Linked DNA regions of Mus musculus: regions 1 and 3 are each linked to region 2. A link is a contact called in public HiCAR-type data. All regions are on one chromosome and are shown on one strand. The core of a region is the stretch at or near the end of the contact, and the rest is flanking DNA. Distances in the headings are between cores, read along the strand shown. Region 1 holds the start of Zcchc4 (zinc finger, CCHC domain containing 4). Region 2 holds the start of Ppargc1a (peroxisome proliferative activated receptor, gamma, coactivator 1 alpha). Region 3 holds the start of Sepsecs (Sep (O-phosphoserine) tRNA:Sec (selenocysteine) tRNA synthase).

Evidence for each region. HiCAR-type assays count read pairs that join an accessible place to other places.
Region 1: a contact with region 2 is called in a HiCAR-type map of astrocytes, with 3 times the contacts expected there. The contact joins the promoter of Zcchc4 here to the promoter of Ppargc1a in region 2. A contact is called at or near these places in 1 of 39 promoter capture datasets (cranial neural crest) and 1 of 115 datasets of contacts at active chromatin or transcription factors (astrocytes).
Region 3: a HiCAR-type map of astrocytes shows a contact between it and region 2, with 2.6 times the contacts expected there. The contact joins the promoter of Sepsecs here to the promoter of Ppargc1a in region 2. A contact is called at or near these places in 2 of 39 promoter capture datasets (hippocampal neurons and liver) and 2 of 115 datasets of contacts at active chromatin or transcription factors (astrocytes and pro-B cells).

Annotation. Positions count from the first base shown.
Region 1 is chr5:52,780,597-52,785,018 of GRCm38.p6, forward strand. Zcchc4 (zinc finger, CCHC domain containing 4) reads left to right here and starts at 2,459. Exons shown (of 13, transcript NM_001308144.1): 1 at 2,459-2,618; 2 at 3,393-3,511. The coding sequence starts at 2,495.
Region 2 is chr5:51,552,114-51,556,365 of GRCm38.p6, forward strand. It overlaps Ppargc1a (peroxisome proliferative activated receptor, gamma, coactivator 1 alpha), which reads right to left and starts at 1,808. Exons shown (of 13, transcript NM_008904.2): 1 at 1,622-1,808. The coding sequence starts at 1,669.
Region 3 is chr5:52,667,909-52,672,298 of GRCm38.p6, forward strand. Sepsecs (Sep (O-phosphoserine) tRNA:Sec (selenocysteine) tRNA synthase) reads right to left here and starts at 1,793. Exons shown (of 11, transcript NM_172490.4): 1 at 1,667-1,793; 2 at 991-1,145. The coding sequence starts at 1,780.

The DNA of each region.
Region 1 (4,422 bases), core at 1,209-3,708, 1.2 Mb after region 2:
CGAGCCAGTGAATGAGGAGACACAAGATTAGAACAGATTGCCAAAATTAGTATGAGGTCAAGCAGAACCATTCAGGAAAGGCCAAGGAAGAGAAACCAGATCAAATCAGTCAGCTTGGAAAGGAGTTTGTGAGCCAGAACTGCTGGGTTGAACAGGCAGTTAGAGTTCAGAAAGAACAAGAAAGGGTGAGCTTATTCACCAAGAAGTCTCAGAAGCTGAAAACATTCTAAGTCCAGATATATGGAGGCCAGAAGCTTCCAGGACCAGGCCTAGGTCAGCAGATTGAGACCATAATCCTTCCAGACAACAGTTGGATAGGCAAATAAAAAGTACTTTTACATCTGTGACTGGAGTGGTAAAGCAAAAGACCATATTCTACCAAGCATCTGGAAATTTACAGGGAAGGCTAATAGGCAGAGCTACTTGTTGCAGAAAACACCATCCTTGTGGAAAAGGATGCCCCAGTAGTGACTACACATCTCCATCATGATGACTGTCGTATCAGTCATCTCTGTTGCTTGTGTTTGATAGGACCAAAGTTTTTCAACCAGAAGATAGAGACAATGCTAAGACATTCTCTACAAAAGATCTGGCTTCACTCATTGTGTTTGAAGGAGATTTGGAGAGTGGAGTTCTCTGAGGATAATGGGATAGTCTTCCTGGTACTTGTAGGATTTTACTGATTTGTCCAGAGACTCTGTGGGAAGAGTTTCCGAATTCATTGGGTCTTAGGATCAAACTCTGAGTGACAGGACAGGCAGCCAGAGTCCACCCCTGTGCTCGGGTCTATTTTCAGTTTCCATCAGAATCCTTCCAAGGATTTCAGAGTATTTCTGCCCCCAGTATTTCCCAGTATGAAGTAAAGACTCTATTAGGCAATAAAAACACTCATAACTTACTGATGATTATCATAACCCTGTTAGCAAATAAATACATAGATGTCTATCAACCATAGTTAACACCTCATAACATTCCAGTTACCGATGGGATGTGTACGTAAATGTTCCCCCACCCCACCCGCAAAAAAAAAACCCTAAAACCTAGGATCTTGGTGATGTTGTAGCCTCCCCAGTTTTTTAAATTTTACTCTAATGCCTATGCAATAAAATCCCCTAGTGGCAGAGTTTCTAGAATTTGTGCCTGTTGTAAACTGGTGAATAACTGTGTACCTAAATCTAAGGTGTGGGATTTTTCTCACCAAAGTTTTTCCTCAGAAAAGAGAAGACTGTATCATTTTTGAAGGCTGCTTTATTATCATAATTATATACCTCCTCATGTACCTTATTCAGATCAGAGTGTGTGCATGTGCATGTGTGTATACACGCATGTACGCGTGTTACAATTTGCAATTTCATTGACAGATGTGTGTATGAATGAGCCTTGACTACTACTACCACTGTTTGGAATTAGATAGACTGATCTCTCCCACTTGGTTATTTTCTTTTAAAATTATTTTAGCCATTTCTTTGCCTTTCCCTATAAAATTCAGAATAATACTTTGTATATCTGGCTGAGATTTTGCTAGAAACTGCACTCAACCTGTCTGCACTTAACCTGGTAGGAGGTGGCATCTTTACTGTGTTCCGTTTCCCGTGTAATGAACAGACCACGCTTCCACATTTATTTAGATCTTTCTTGATTTTTTTTTCAACCACATTTTCTAGTTTTCTGCTCATGAGACCTGTGTACGTTAAACAAATACATGCTTCTTTTGCTTGGAAATTCTAAGTGGTATTCTAAATTTTATGTTTAGACAATCACTGCCAGGGTATGTTAGTCTCATATCCTGAAACTTACCAAACTCAAGTTAACCTAGAAGTTATTTAAAAAGTGTACATTCTTTGATATTTTTTATGTAGACAACTGCCACTGGCAAATGGCGACATTCTTTTCCTGAGGTACAAACGAGAACGAGAATTCAATAATTACGTGTAAGAGCAAGTGTTAGATGAGCTCCAGGCATGGTGAGGCATGTGTTTGTAACCCCAGCATTTGGGAGGTAGAGGCAAAAGATTAGGAGTTCCAGGCTACACTCTGCTACTGGGGAGTTAGAGGCTAGCCTGGACTACATGAAACCCTGTCAGAGAACAGAACAGAACAGAACAGAACCAAACCAAAAGACTAGACAGTTCTTTGGCATTGTTAAACGCAATAGAGCTGCTGTGCTGTGTGGTTCAGCCATTGTTTACCTCTTTGTTGCTCTTTTGGATCTATAATCTAATCAGATCTTTGTTCTAAAGATTCATCTCTTCTCCTGGTTATAGGTGCTCTCTTGGCATAGGCCTTCCAGCTTCACCCCAGAACCCCCACGGGTGTGTGTGTGGGTGGGTGGGTGGGTGGGTGGGTGGGTGTCCTGCTTAGTTTCTCACTCTGGGTCTGACGGCGGCATGGCTCCTCCAGGACGCGTGGGGCGCTGTGGGTTCCGCGTGCCGCGGCGGCGCTCTTTCTCCGCCTCCTTGGTTGGGACAGAGGCTTTCGGGACTTCGGCAGAAAGATGGCGGCGCCCATGGACTGTCTTGAGTCCCTGGAGGGTGATGGCGACGCGGGGCGTAGGGCGTCCGGGGTAGAGGTGGCGCTTCCCTCGAACCCCACGGCTCCTGCCCCGCTGTGCCCGCACGGTGGGTCGGCGTCTGCGCTCAGCCTTGCCGGCGGCGCCAATGGCGAGGCTTGGGCTAGGTGCTCTGCGGGTTTTTCGGATTTGTGTCTGGAAGAGAAGGCTTTTTCCCACCCCCTCTTCCTTACCTTGTGTGATGCGTGAATAACACCCGGTTTCAGAAAGTGTTTGTCACTCTATTTAGTAAACCCCCAGAGAGGTCCTGGCTGCTGGAGCTTTGTCTCCAGAGCTGTTAGCATCTCTGCTTTGGGGGACAGGTTAGGGAGAAAGCCGAACGTAGAATGCACGGGGCTGAAGGCTTCTTGCTGACAAGTTCTTAGCGGAATTTAATTTGTTGAATTGATGGGGTTTTATTGTTTTGAAGTTAGAATAAACAACAAAACCCTGGAAGCCTAATTAAGTTTACTTCTTGCGGCTTTCCAACTGTAAAGCTCAGGGTTTCACTGAAAATGGTAACGGCAAACCTTGCAGTTCTCCGGGCTTTCCCCCTTGTTTTATTCGCGTTTGTTCTTTTAAGCATACTTTCGTCATGGACCCCAGCTGTTGACTATTGTAATGTAAACAGAAAGCATTTTCTTTTTGAAGAGAGCAGTTTTAAAAATTATTTCTAATATTCAAATGCATCAGTGTTGCAATGGAAGAAAATAAGATTTATCAAAGAGGATAGTACATTGAATTATAAATTATGTATAATGCCTAAATAAGTTTTATTTAAGGCAGAGAAACTTGGTGTAGACTACTGCTTGATACTTATTTTTTCTTCCTATTCTGGAACTAGGGCCTACTCTTCTCTTTGTAAAAGTGAACCAAGGGAAGGAAGAAACACGAAAGTTTTATGCCTGCTCAGCCTGTAGAGATAGAAAAGACTGTAACTTTTTTCAGTGGGAAGATGAAAAGGTACAGTAACATTTTGGCTAGTTTTACGGAGAATGAACCAGTAAACATGAAGTTTAAGCATTATATAAAAGGATTTCTTTATTTTAGTGCATTTGGTATTTTTAAAGATTTTTTTTTTCCTTTTTTTTTTTTTTTTTTTTTTTTTTTTTTTTTTTTTGAGACATTGTTTCTCAGTGTAGCCCTGGCTGTCCTGGAACTGATTCTGTAGACCAGGCTGGCCTGCCTTTGCCCCCTGAGTCCTGGAATTATAAATGTGTGCCATCACTGCCCAGCTTAATGATTAATTATGTGTATATGTGTGTGCACCTATTTATTGGTATGCACACATGAGTGCAAGTACCCATGGATATCAGAAGAGATCCTCCGATCCCCTAGAACTGCAGTTACAGTCAGTTATGAACCTCCTGATGTGGGTGTTTTAAATAGAGTTAGGTCTTAAGGTAGTGTTTGATCTCAACTACTGGGCCATCTCTCTCACCCCAAGATAAATATCTTAGGAGGGATGAAAATTTCATGCTTTGGATTTTGTTTTTAAATTCTGGGCATTAAAGTTAATACTTAACTCTGAACTTTGATACAGATGTGTTATTGTCTTAAATGAAAATTAGTTCCCTATAAGATTTGATGTGTTAGTATTGGGTAGTCAACTTACAACTTCAGTTTTGCTATTTATTAGTTTCTTTTGGTTTGTTTTTGGTTAGTTTTTGGTATCTTCCTGTGTAGCTCTGACTGTCCTGGGTCACTATGTAGACCAGGTTGAACTCAAATTCACAGAGCTCCACCTGCCTCTGCCTCCTGAGTGTGCCATTACTCCTTGCAACTTCTAGTTGGTAATGAGAATATTGAAAAACAACAGTTATTTATTTCACAAGAGTTCTAGAGATTGGGAAGTTCTAGATAAAGAGGGAGTA
Region 2 (4,252 bases), core at 558-3,057:
AGAAAAACAAAGAAAGAACAAACTTAAAGCCATGGTTATAAATGGCTATGGCGTTTATTTGCAAACAATCACAGGAATTCTGACTAAGGCAAATCTTCCTCATCTCCTTTAGATCACAGCTCTTCAGTCTCTGAGCAGTTTCGGAACGATCCAAGAGGTAAAAATGAAAGTGATTCGAAGAGAGCTATGGTGCCAGCCAGACAACCACCCACGGGTTACGCTGGCTACTCCAACAATTAGGACTTTGAATCCACTTAGAACTCTGACTTCAATAGCCAAGGGACACATGAATTATCTATATCTATTCTGCCTTGCCAAGAAATCACAAGATAACAATAATTATAACCTGCAAATCCGATCTGCCAAAGCCTAGGGAAAGCAAACGGAGCCAACATCTGCAGACCCAGCAAAGAGTTAAGGACCCAGGGCACGCCTGGCTAGATAGGAAAAATGCATTCGCAGGCGGCCTCGCCAAATCATTTTCACTTTAGATGTGTATCACTGCACCACACGGACATCTTATTTAATCAAATCACGTGTGGCACTTGACCCTCCCCCTTACCCTACGTGCCCCCGCTACCGGGAGGAAGCACCATTGTTAGTTAGCAGCTCCGATCCTCCGCGCAATTCAATTCGGGTCCATCTCACCAGAGTCCACAAAAGTTTCACTTGTTTTCCAACTTGCTCAAACTTTCCCCGAGAACATTCCATTGTACTGAATGCAAACACGCTGAAGTCCTCTGGCCCCAGCTAGACTCCAGAGATTACGGGGAAACTGCTTGTGTTTTTTCCTCCCCTGTATGAATTGTAGCCAGCAGAGACTGTGGAATTGATGTATTGCGGTCTATTTTTACACAAGCAGTGAGCTGCTCCACACACGGTCTGCATAAACTCCATTCTCTCCCGGCTTCAGGCAGCTCTCCGTGGTAGAGAGATTTAACCGTTCGGTTTCTCGCCACAGAAGCAAACAGAAAGCTTTGGTCTCTTAAGGCTGGGATTTTTTTTTTTTTTTTTAACTCGCTAGCCAACCCTTTCAGCCGCACACAAGTGTTTTAAAGGAAACAGCACTGTCGTTTTGTGTTCTGTGGGAAAAGCAACCTAACTCAGACCCAGCAGGAATATTTAGGGTCTTGTAAATTCTCTGTTTAATGAACAGAGAGAGGAGGGCGGAAAAGATAAATCCTGACGAGAGTCAAAACGGACTCTCTTTTTAACACAATTCATTTTAATGTTTATCTTCATTTTCTTATAAATAGAAATGGCATTTTTCCAAGCAGGCCACTGAACACTGGAAAGACTTCAGCTCCTGATTCATATCAATATCTTAGAGCATAAATATTGCATATGAGTAGAAACAGAGCCAAAGGCACATGGAAAGAGTTTCTAACTGCTACAGATACTGATGACAGCAGCTAAGCTTTGATTTGCTCAAGGCATCTCCGAGCCACCTTAAAATAGCAAACTTATTGGAGTTAAGATAAGATGGAGATTTCCCCCTCCAAAAGCTCCCGCTGAGCCACTTTCTATGTCCCCTCCTCTCCCCTAGCCCATCCCCCCCCCCCTCCAGGAATCATTGCATCTGAGAGAAGCTCCGGTCCTGCAATACTCAGCCCCAGCTCACCTCTATGTCACTCCATACAGAGTCTTGGCTGCACATGTCCCAAGCCATCCAGCTCCCGAATGACGCCAGTCAAGCTTTTTCAACTCCAATCCACTCTGACACACAGCACACACTCATGCAGGCAACCAGCCCCTTACTGAGAGTGAACTGAAGGCACCTGTCTTACTACAGTCCCCAGTCACATGACAAAGCTATTAAAAAGTAGGCTGGGCTGTCACTCACCCAGCCTCCCTTCTCCTGTGCAAGCTTGCTGCACAAACTCCTGACGTCACTCCAAGGCAGCCCTCTGCCTCAGTGAAGTAACGCTTAGAGAGAGAGGAAAAAAAAAATAGAAGAAAGAAAAGGAAACACTTGGCCTTTGGGAGGCTTCAAGCATCACACTGTGACTGAAGCCAGCTTTGAATGCCACCAACTCTAAACCGGAGCCCTGCTCACATAATAACTCAAATCTCCTGCAATCTTTTTTTTTTAAATTTATTTTCCATCCAAAACAGGCAAATAGCAAAGATCCCCTGTTACTGACACAGTAACTACACCCTTGCCTAAAATGTGTGTGCTTTAAGAAATGGTTTCCAAGTAGCCCCAGACTCAGCTTGGAACTGAAGCAAGCGCTCCTCATGTGATACATTTTCATGAGATTCTTTTTTTTCCCTCCCTATTAGAGGAGTGTTTGAAGGCAACACCCCCGATTTTCTTTCTCTCTCTCCTTTCTTTCCTTCCTTCCTTCCTTCCTTTCTTCCTTTCTTCCTTCCTTCCTTCCTTTCTTTCTTTCTTTCTTTGTTTCTTTCTTTCTTTCTTTCTTTCTTTCTTTCTTTCTTTCTTTCTTTCTTTCTTTCCATGTTTAGTCAACAAAACCGCCACATTTGTTTAGGTCTAAACAAATTTCTCTACCCCAAATCAGCTGTCTCCTTGGCAGTAGAGAATGCAGTCTCCTAAACTGTTACTGCAGTTTGCCTTGCTCCTTGTAAAGCAAGCAAGCCACAACACCCTAGACTCTTGGGTTCCCCCTCATGATTCTTTCCGTGGATCTCATAGGCTCCCAGAAAACAAATGCTAGAAAATACAATTGCTGCTGCCATCCCTGAAACAGCTTAGCTACTCACCTGCCCCCACCCCTTATTTCTTTTCTCATATGTAGCACAGTCTTCCTCATGGCTTCAGGGTGCCTTTTTGAATAAACATTGGACTCCAACCCTAGTGCCTTGGGCTGTACAGTTTGTTTTTGAAATCAAGAATGTCCAGGGAATGAAGGAAAAACACTGAAATGGTATCAGCAGAGATACTCATTTCTTGAGCTTTGCTTACTAATACTTTTTTGTCGTTCCTGAGTCAATGAGGGGTAATGCAGGTGCCACTGTTTTTCCTGTGACATTACAGACAGAGGACATAACCAACTCTCAGCACTTTCCATAACACTTGGGTGCTCAGACTTAACCCTTCCAGGCCCAGTGAGAAATGCACAGGGGACCTTTGAAAACATATTTTCACAATACCTCAAACCCCACAGACTCAAAAACCAGCTCATTTCCTTTACTTGACAGTAATTTAGAAGAAGAAAAAAGTCCCTATGCATCTAAATATAATTTATAAAGCACCATTCATTTAAACTCCTATTCCACTGAGGTTAATTTAATGTGCTCTTTATTTTCTCTCCCCTTAGAAGGAAAACATTGGTGACTTCTCTCAGTCTGACTTTATATAGTCAGTTACTAATACAGTAAAGTGAAAGAAAGAAATGCAGCGAGCGTGCACACACACACACACACACACACACACACACACACACACACACACACACAAAGCCCACAAGCTTGCTGTTTGCTTCAGACCCCGTATAAGGGGTCTGTTTGCTTGGATGTCCACAACTAGTAGACAGGGAATATGGTAATGAAATCGACAGTTTGTCAATAAGTGAACAGAACAAGATGGCCAACAGCTTTGACATTCTAAATTAGGTGAATATACTTCACTGCTACAACTGTCCTCTTCCAAACATCAGAAAGGTATTATTCATTTAATTTTCTAATTCAGAGAGAGAGAGAGACAACCCTGGGATCATTTTCTACATGCAATTAGTAGCCTTACTCTGTACTCCCACAAAGAAACACTAATTTTTCTTGCCAATTAGATTTTTACTTAATGTAAAACTTCAGTAAACTATTAAAATTCAGGACAAAGGTCATGGGCTCTACTTTCCACACAGTCAACTGTGAAATAATGCTGGCCACTTAGCTATAAAGAGTCGATGTTTATTCATCATTATCAAGCAATCCTGGCATCCTGATGGTAACTGATACTTTGGTTTCTCTTTGTCATCCATTAGGCATCCACCATACTTTTTCAAACCTCATGCACACCTCTTCTTACAGATGGTTGCTTGCACTAGATAACTCTGCATTATTGTTTTGATATCTTAACTTGCTCACACTGAATTGTGGCAGGATTTTCTTTTTCTTTGCTTTGAAAAGATAATTTCTTTCTTTCTTTCTTTCTTTCTTTCTTTTTTTGCCACCTAATTCTACTTTAAAAAAAGAAAAGAAAAGAAAAGAAAAGAAACTAACCCAGCACATCCATGAAGCTAATGATCTGCTTAAAACAGCCACTCTGTCCTCTACCTTCATAAAAAGGGGT
Region 3 (4,390 bases), core at 543-3,042, 1.1 Mb after region 2:
TTTGAAAAAAGAAAAAGAAAGAAGGCCACGCCCATGGTAAACACTCTGCAAGGCTGGCTGAACGTCTATGATTGTGGCAAGTTAGCAACTGGCAGGCCAAGAACCAAAACATCTTCCCTCTGTGTGACCTAGCAACCCTGTGACTATTAGGTCAATCCTTCTGGAAGGGACAGAAACCCCCTAGCTTCACCTACCCATAAGCTAAGAATGTCATCAGACAACAGCCAGGGCCTGCAACGGAATTTCCCTGCTTTTCCTAAACATGCCTACCTCTATATTTCTACTAGTGTAGTCAAAAAGTGTCTTGGCCTATGATTTTGTTCTGCGACTATTTTACATAAAAATTTCATGGAACTGTTACCATCCAGAAGAACATAATATTTGGGGTCACCTGTCACTTATATGTATCTCTAGAATAACTCTTATTCCTTTTGAAATGAACTGTTTTTTTTTTTTAAAGACTTGTTTATTTTATGTATATGAGTACACTGTAGTTGTCCTCAGACACACCAGAAGAAGGCATCAGATCCCCTTACAGATGGTTGTGAGCCATCATGTGGTTGCTGGGAATTGAACTCAGGACCTCTGGAAGAACAGTCAGTGCTCTTAACCACCGAGCCAGCTCCTCAGCCGTAACTATGCTTTTTTAAATTTTGCTTTGTTTTGCTTCATTAAGTTTTTATAACAGATGTACTAGTTTAAATATTGTCAGAACACAGCACCAGTGATGTTGACCAGTCTGCTGGATGAAAGAGGAAACCACCATATATCAGAACTACTGTCTTGAAAGCTCCAAGTCTCTCAGTTCCATCTCTCAGTTCCGTTTGATTTCTGTACCCATTACCCATTTCATGAGGGAAGGGATTATTTCTGAGTGGAAACTTTATAATTTAGTAGGAATACCACCACCATTATTTTAAGTTCCTTCCACTCCCATTCCCAGAATGAATGAATAAGTAAATAATTTCATAAGTAGTTTAAGAACCATACCTGTAATGTCGTCGAGCAACCAAAGCAGAGGCCACTCTCCCTTCCCTTTCTCCCACACCACAATTACCCAAGAAATTGTTGCTATCCATGACTGCAAGCTCATGCAGAAAGAGTTCGAGGGTACTTTCATCCCAGCCATCCTCTGGACACTTGCCCTTAAAAAAAAAAAGTAATGGCATTTATATTCAGGTAAATTATCGGCCCCTAAAACTCCACATCAATGTACTTGAATTCCTTTTAATGTGTTTTAATGACCCTTGATTCCTCACATCAGAAATAAACTCAGCAGCTATGAAGGAACGTTTGCCAATTGGCCAAACGTTCGTTTTCTATTTGACTACAAACTATAGAGGTTGCGGACTTATGTAATATGGCCACTGAAGTTTGCGAGGGCTCAGTGGAGTTAGGGAAACTGAAAAGGTGACGTCCTCGGGTGAGTTTTCAAACTAGGGGCTGGCAGACCCTGGGGGCACTACGGTTCAGGACTCCCGTCAAGAGGTGAGGCCAGAGAGGTGCGGCGGGCAGCTGCCCGCGGGCGCAGGTCTACCGGCCGCATGCGATCTATCCCCGAATGGCCCCGGCGGACCAAGCCCTTGGACTTTGACAGCTCCGCACACACCAAGGCGCCGCGCTGCCCCGCCCCTCTCGGCACACGCCGAGCCCGAGCGCCGAGTACCTGCTCTAGAAGCAGCCGGATGAGGTGCTCGTGGGCGCGCCGAGCCTCGCAGCCCTGCCTCACGTAAGCCGGAGACACCCGCCGCTCGCCCGCCGCGAAGCTCTCCGGGTTCATGACGGCGCCCACTGAACACACACCGAGGCCCAGGATGCAACGCGCTGCCCGGACGGTACGGGGCGGCCGTGGACCCAAAACACCCTAAGACGCCGCCTTCGACTTCCGCGCATGCGCAGAGCCGTCTTGGTGGCCCTCCACTCCCATTCCCCAACACCACAAGCACTTGGGAAGAAGTTGGAAACCTTGAGTATATATGAGAGAGTTGGCAAGATTAACGGGTTTCCGGCCAGAAGAAAGGGGAGTTGGATTGGGCTAGGTAAGCCCTCTTGTAATCAAGAACACTAGTACTTCAAGAGAGGGCAGAGAAGGCAGAAGAGTCATTGTGTGGGCTTCTCAGGAAATGACAATTTATGATCTGTTCCAGTCATATTGTTTGAGTCTTCCCCAGACTGTGTCAGATTCCAGAACCTTACATCATACATACCTTGATATATTTCAGCAATTCCTACTGCCTGACAACCTTAGGAAAGGATAGAGCCCTGCTCTCGCGGCAAATTTATCTCATGATAGTTACTCTTTTCATTTTAAATTATGCAATAATCTGCAATAACTCAACCCACCATCATATTATGGGAAGAGGAACCTTATGCATATCTTACCTGAGATCTAGAGTTTTCTCTACTAAGTTTAGATCTACAGAATTCCTTTAAGAACTTTGTACTAACATTTGTCCATGAATAGTGTATCTTTAGAACATAGTAGTAGTCTACCAAATGTAGGAATTCCCCACTGGTAGAACATATATGTACTTACATGTCAGCAAGCAAGCACACATGGCCTGCAAATTCTATATGACTTTGAAATGTTTGAGGGAAGAAGAGTTCCTCACCTTTTTTGGGCACCACAACAAAAATGGACAAGAAGCTACGGGACTCTGTAATGCACTATTTCATAGAATCGTAGCCATATAAAAATAAAGGCTCATGGGGAAAGAGGGGAGATGTGGGAAACAATGAAAATGTTCTGAGAGATCACTGCCAAGCCAGCTTTCTTACCCATTAAAATCCCTGAGCATACAAAGGTCACAATCCTGCAGCTATTCAAAGGCACCATTGTACACTACCGGTGCCTAGCCCCTGCCTTTGAAAAGAAAGGATGTGGTAAATGGTTGGACCTTTTGCTCGGCTAATCTCTGAGCCTCCCGGGACATTTGCTTAGGGGCTACCAGATATCTTCAAAAGGATATCACATGTCTCTATGGAGCCACTCATTGCAACATAGACAAGCTGGTTAGTCTCCCAAGTCAACATTAGCTGTGAAGCTTGACAAAGATCACTGAGGTTAACTGAGGATCATTGTAACCTGCCTACAACATAGTCTAGGAAAAGTCTACAAAAGTGGGCTGAACCATGACCTCAATGGCCATTTCACCATTTTTAGATTGATTTTTAAAATGTATTTTAGATAGTGTATGTCCATTTTCAGGGTGGTCTGTGGTATTTCCTTGCCAAAAGATACAGCCTGTATAGTCTCTCTAAGTTCTGATTTTATTTTAACCTGGGTCAAAAAAAAAATTCTAACAATAACCAAGCCACTTACTTCTATCAAGAAGATCAAATTCTAGTCAAACCTAAAATGACTTCAGCAAGAATGAGAGATGGAAGGACCTCTGCACTGTCTTGCCCTGTGGCAGGGGTGGGAAAGGGGGTAACAAAGAGCATGCTCACCTGCAACGCAAACTGGGAAGGGAAGGGAGCACTGAGAGGGAGGAAGGGGGTGGAAGGAGGGAGGGAGGGATGGAGGGAGGGAACAGAGGGAGGGAGGGAGGGAATGGAGGGAGGGAGGAAAAGGATGGAGGGAGGGAGGAAGGGGATGGAGAGAGGGAGGAAGACAATGAAGGAAAGGAGGAAAGGGATGAAGGAAAGGAGGAAGGGGATGGAGAAAAGGAGATGGGGAGGGAAAAGGGATGGAGGGATGCAGGAAGGGAGGAAGGGGAGGAAGGAAGGGGAAGGGGATGGAGTGAGGGAGGGAGAGGATGGTGGGAGGGAGGAAGGGGAGGGAGGAAGAGAGGAAGGAGATGGAGGAGGGAGAAGAAAGGAGGACTAAAACCAAAGTATGCGTGGAACCCACTATTTTGTGTACTAATGGTGTTTTTTAATTGAAAAGAAAACAGACCAGAATTCTGTCAGCATGAAAAGTTAACCCAAGAAGATACTTCAAACTGAGGGTTTTAAAGAGATCTTTCAGAAACAGCCCATCTTCTAAAGCTATAGGCTAACTGGGACCTTCATTACAAGCCAATGACCTTAAAGTAGACAGCTTCCTTTTCGGGCAAGGCTCCCATCTACTTGCATTCACTAGAAAATCTGCTCCCATCCTTCTCACTTTAGGTGGAGCCCGGCTTTTGACCTCTTTTCATTCTTGTGTAGGTGTAGGCCAGGACATATTTACTCTAATGCCGTTCACTTCCCTCAGCACAGTGGCTGCTACGTGGACGTCTATCACTGTCCCCATCACTTAAACACCCAAGCAATTTCAACCTCATTAAACAAGACTAGAGGGAAGCTCAACCACTGGTGCTCCCACTTGCAATTATATGAGCAAAAGATCATAAGCGTTTCAGCATAATCACTTCACTGGTGTCCATCCCTCCCCGGGGGGGGGGGG